Regions from separate parts of the Mus musculus genome. Here region 2 is linked to region 1. A link is a contact called in public HiChIP or PLAC-seq data. All regions are on one chromosome and are shown on one strand. The core of a region is the stretch at or near the end of the contact, and the rest is flanking DNA. Distances in the headings are between cores, read along the strand shown.

What was found. HiChIP or PLAC-seq counts read pairs in DNA pulled down with a chosen protein or histone mark.
Region 2: a contact with region 1 is called in an H3K27ac HiChIP or PLAC-seq map of embryonic stem cells, with 3 times the contacts expected there. The contact joins two enhancer-like sites. A contact is called at or near these places in 3 of 484 Hi-C or Micro-C datasets (embryonic stem cells and trophoblast stem cells), 7 of 115 datasets of contacts at active chromatin or transcription factors (bone marrow-derived macrophages, embryonic stem cells and memory CD8 T cells) and 1 of 9 other capture datasets (adipose tissue).

The regions. Positions count from the first base shown.
Region 1 is chr5:109,843,766-109,846,465 of GRCm38.p6, reverse strand. No RefSeq gene overlaps it. Among named protein-coding and RNA genes, the nearest start is that of Gm35089, 22 kb to the left of the region's middle. Within about 2 kb of position 1,410, at least 102 of the 459 cell types and tissues checked have an H3K27ac peak or open chromatin away from gene starts, as enhancers often do. A contact at or near this core is called in embryonic stem cells, where this site is marked.
Region 2 is chr5:110,081,658-110,084,481 of GRCm38.p6, reverse strand. All of the region lies in intron 2 of Gm35315 (zinc finger protein 431-like), which reads left to right. Among named protein-coding and RNA genes, the nearest start is that of Gm35315, 12 kb to the left of the region's middle. Within about 2 kb of position 1,296, at least 4 of the 459 cell types and tissues checked have an H3K27ac peak or open chromatin away from gene starts, as enhancers often do. A contact at or near this core is called in embryonic stem cells, where this site is marked.

The sequences.
Region 1 (2,700 bases), core at 161-2,660:
CATTTGAATCAGAGTCACATTCCAGCTACTCTATAGAACTGCTATTCTAGTTTTATACTACTCACATATTGCCAAAGATATGTATTAGGTGATAAGTATATGTTTCTAATAAGCAATTATTCCATAGTAAAGCTGATTACTTCTAGACTAACATTGCTATGTTGAAGTGAGAGGGGCAGTTAATGAGAGTCAAGAATGTTGTTGAGAACAAACCTTAATTCCTATACCATATGTCTATGAAGAACAAACAGCCACACTGCGTGAATGCAATGTGGAAACCTTTCATTTGTTATTCTTTTTTAATAGGTATATCCTGTATCACAATGGATACAGGCCATTTGAGCATATGGATATTGAAATAAGCAATGTACCTCTCTTTCCCAGAACACTTAGAATATATAGTAGTCTACATTTGCACAAACTTTCTCAGTGTGATACAAGTTTATAATTAGGTGGTTTTCCAACTTAATTGGGAATATATCCATAAACTCGCACTGCAGAAAATCCCTATGAGTACTAGGATTGTGGAAATTCTTTTATGATTTCCTGGTTTACTTTGCCAATGTAGTATGAAAATGTAGTGTATTTCACAATATAGGAAAATTTGTGAATGTACTCAGTGCGGTAAAGCTCTGAGCTCTTCCATTTCTCTTAAAATTAAAAAAAAAATTTCTCATGGAGAAAAGGAATGCTACAAATGTGGGCCATGTAATAACACTCTTACCATTACAGATTTGCAAAACAAACCATAATTAAGGGGAACCCATGAATGTAAACAAAGTGATAAAAATCTTACGATATGATTCCTCTTTACAATTAGACCAAATTGTAAAATTAATTCCTATAGATAAAAAGATTCATTGGTTTAGTGAATGTGGTAAAGCTTTCACATGTGCCAATTATCTTTGCAGGCATGAAAGAAGTCTTACTGGAGAGAACCCTCTAAAAATATCCAGTGTGGTAAAGCCTTTGCATGTCACAGTTATCTTCAAAGGTATGAAAGAATTCATGCTGGAGAGAAACCCTATGAAGGTATTCAGTATGGTGAAGCCTTTGTACATCACATTAGTCTCCAAATGAATAAAAAATCCCTACCTGAAAGAAACCCTACAAATGCAAGGAGCAAGTGGCTGAGCAGTGCCAGGTGGAGTGGTGGAGCCTTCCTGGGGCTGCGCAGGGAGACAGATGGGTAGGCTATTGGAGGACAGGCACAAATACTACAGAAATGCAAATCCCTGTAGATCTGGAAAAAGTCAGGCACTGGACTTGAAGCTAGGGCTGAGAACCTCTGCACTGTGTACCTTCAGCAAACCCTAACCCTAAGGGAGGTGCTCGAGTCACTCAAGACTTACTGGCCAATCAGAGCCTCTAGGGGGACCTGCCAGTCAGAAGGGAAGGCGGGTTTTTCCGGATACCTTGGGTCGGTTTCGCTTAGTAGCTGAGCAGGCTTGAAAGGTCCCTTAAGCTGTGTTCTCTGTCCTGCCGCTGGATGCTGTGGAGGGTGCTCAGGCAAGCTCCGAAGTTGCGGCATGGTGAGTACAGGGTCATTGAAAACAATGGGGAGAAGCAGGGGTCTGAGCAGCGCGAGCTGCTGTGGTGGGTCTTTCCTGGGACTCAGTGGGAATCCGCAGCCATGTGCGATGTCCCCTGAGGTCCTAGCCACTTGCGAGACCCAGCTGTAGCGTCTGAATAACTTCGCTCTGGGGGCTGCATCTGTGCAGAACATTTGGCTTGTGTGTAGAGAGATCTTTGGCGTGATCCCAAACTCAGAGAGTCCGACTTTCTACAAGTTCTGTTCTTAGCATTTGACATTAAGGTGGACAATGCATTTGGAGTTAATTTTGTGGAGGCTGTAAAAGGCATCTCTTGTGCTGGGTAGCAATTCAATGTCAAGCTGTGATGTTAAAGAGTAAAACTGATGATGTAAAGGATTTAGTAAAGCTTAGGAAATAGTAAGGCACACCAAGTAGAATTTAGCTGAGGGAGGACTGCCGCACACCTCACAGATAAGTACTATGCCAGCCAGGGCAGTTAGAGGTTAGGATGCTAGGGTACACATGCTTGTTCACCAGCATTGTCCAGAAATCATAACAAAGGAAACAAACTTGATTTATAATCTGCCACTAGGCCCATCCCCTTATCAAAGAGCAGGCCTCTAACCAGCTGCTTAATGGGGCATTCATTACAGGATCACAACCAAAAGCAAGGCCTCTTGTGCCATAAGGCGCAGTTTTCTTCTTGAGAAAAGCATAGTTCTGCCACAATGGCTAGATGACATCTAGTGACAACCATTTGAAAACTTAAAAAAACAAAACAAAACAAAACAGAAAAACCCACAACCATTGCATTGAGTGTAGGCCTGATCCAGCTATGCTTTCCCTGAAGTCCCCATGTCTGGAGAAGGACACACCTCCTTCTGAAACCCAGGAACACTCTTGGCAGAGCCAGTCACAGCCTGGGCCTAGTCCTTAGGAGCTTTCCCTGAGGCCCTGGGTATAGAGAGAAAACAGGGCTCCTTTACTTCGTTTTTTGTTTTTGTTTTGTAGAACATGATTTTAATATTTTCAATTGTTAATATTTTTTAAAGAGAGTAATTATTTTAAGATATATTTCATTGTTATATCCTCCTTTTCATTTCTGATTTTATTAATTAGGATACTGTCTCTGTGCCCTCTGGTTAGTCTGGTTTATCTAGTTGAT
Region 2 (2,824 bases), core at 47-2,546, 240 kb before region 1:
TCGTGTAAATCATGTACAAGATGGTATTCTTAAGAATCTTACTTAGCCAGCGCTTGGGAGGCAGAGGCAGGCGGATTTCTGAGTTCAAGGCCAGCCTGGTCTACAAAGTGAGTTCCAGGACAGCCAGGCCTATACAGAGAAAAAAAAAAGCCTAAGAAGGTGTCCTAAGGGAAGCACACCCTCCTGCTAAGCCTTCAACCAATGGAAGAAGTAGGCAAAGTGATTCCTAGATCCAGGAAGGAAATTCATATAAAACCTGCTACAACTGTAGTCCAAGGTGGCATGGTCCATCCCAATTTAGAACCCAAACCTTGCAGGATCACCCAAGTTCTGGAAACAAGATGTAAGGTCCTAGATTCTTCCCCTGTGGTTTCAGTTCATCACTGTTTCAGCCATCTATGTTTAGCAGAGTCAAAGTCCCAGTGAGGGAGGATGCTGTGAGAGTGCGTTGTATGAATCTGTGAGGATAAAGCCTGAGTTGCATTCTGACACCAGGACATATTGAGATACCTAAGCTAGGAGACACCTGCCATGGAGAGCGGCATAGAGAGAGTGCAAGTAACTAAACTGAGAGATGTATGAGAAGTTTCAGGGATAGGGCCATCTAAGCCTTTTGAGACTGAGTCCCCTTGTGTCTGAGACAGAGCTACAGGATGTGGTGTGTGTCCTGCTGGGTTTTCTGCCTTGGTCCAGTCTTCCCACACTATGTACACATTCCTCTCTATTGGATGGGAGGGGGCATTCTGTGCCTTTGTATGTTGGGAAGATATAACTTACGTTTTGATTTTTTACAAGATGTGGCAATCAAGAGTGTCAGAAGAGACTTTGGACATCTGAACAGTGTATGGGTTGCTGCAGACTCTTAAGATCATTGAAGTTAAACGAAATACATTTTCATCATGGATGGCCATGAGCCTATAGTGACCAGGGTTAGAATGTAGCTGATTGAGTCAGAGAGCTCCCAGATATAATGTTGTCTATGAACACTTGTCTCTTTTTTTTGTGGCTTTCTTTGAGGAGCTTATAATGTTAGGGTCCAAGAATCACTGAAGGAAGACCCCAGACTCAAATAGTATGCAAAAGCAAAGAGCATTTTATTCTGCAGAATTCTATCATGCAGGATGGGGACAGACTTGTGAGCTTTGCAAGCTCCATTTAAACCCGATTAGGGGAATTCCAGGGAGGAGTAGGTGACTTTTATCCCGATTGTTTGACTCAATCCCCAGGGGGTGTGTGTGTCTTTGGGATTGGTCAAGGTTCTAGAGAATTTAGGGGATGTTCTGGAACCATTGCTCGTTAACTATTCTTGGCTCAGGCTTGGCTCATGCCTGATGGCAGGGGCAGCTCCTGGCTGCTCATGATTGGGGGAGGGGTCGTTTTCCTGGAATTGACTTGTTTGGACTTTTCCAGTTCTGGGAAGCAGAAACTTAGGCCTAGTCTCCCAAATTGTCAGTTTGCAGCCTGTCATGGAGTCAGCCTGGCTCTGGCCAATACAGTCTTTTCATTAGAAGCTTTCCTAGGAGCCAGGTGTGGTGGCGCACGCCTTTAATCCCAGCACTTGGGAGGCAGAGGCAGGCGGATTTCTGAGTTCGAGGCCAGCCTGGTCTACAAAGTGAGTTCCAGGACAGCCAGAGGTACGCAGAGAAACCAAAAAAAAAAAAAAAAAAAAAAAAAGAAGCTTTCCTAGGAGGGACCTTTGTAGATTCTTTATTGGGGATGAGATTTGAGTGTCTATAGTTTCAACCCATTTCCTGGTGTGTGTGTGTGTGTGTATGCGCGTGCATGTGCGTCCGTACTGTGTTGTGGTTGAACCTGATCAGTCAGCTTCATTCTCATGTTGTCTTGCTTTTACCATTATAGACTCTATCCCTAAATTTACATGAGATGCAGTTGAAGCAGTTGTTATTCAATGCTAAACTATTTTGTGAACCTGGTGTTTTTATATTTTTAATTTTGTTGTTTTGGCTTTGGTTTTTAAAGACAAAGTTTCTCTATGTAGCCCTGGCTGTCCTGAAAGTAGATGTGTAGAACAATCAAGGCTCAAACTTAAAGGTCCACCTGACTCTGGCTCCTAAGTGCTGGGATTAAATGTGGGCCAACATGCCTGGCTTTTTCTTTCTTTGTTTGTTTTTATATCATTAACTGATGGGCTTGCAATGTAGATTTTGGTACATGTCAAGCATGTGCTGTTGTGTTGATCTTCATGCACGTTGTGAATTTTGACATTTGGCAGAGAGAATTTTCTGTTTCTCAGGATGGGGAGTATTCATGACATTGATACTGCCTGAGCTTTACTGCCTGAGCTTTCTGAGTCATTGGATTGCAGGTGCATAGCATTCTTCCTACCTGTTGTGGTTGTTTTGATTTTTTTGAATGAATGAGTATTTTGCCTGTGTGCATGAATATGCACATTATGTATACCTGGTCCCCATAATAGTCAGAAAATGGCTTCAGAATTTCTGAACTTGGATAGTTGTGAAGCCCTGGCACACAAGTACTGGTAATTGAGTTCAGTTATTTGCAAGACCAGTAAGAGCTCTTCACTGGTGAGCCATCTCTTCTCCCATATATTGCTGATTTAGGATCAATGTTTACATTGCCAATATTTTCCTTTTTTTTTTTTTTTTTTTTTTTTTTTTTTTTGAGACAGGGTTTCTCTGTATAGCCCTGGCTGTCCTGGAACTCACTTTGTAGACCAGGCTGGCCTCGAACTCAGAAATCTGCCTGCCTCTGCCTCCCAACTGCTGGGATTAAAGATAGGGCCACCACCGCCCGGCCAATATTTCCATCTGTCCTTTTTTTTTTTTTTTTTTGTCTTTTTGAG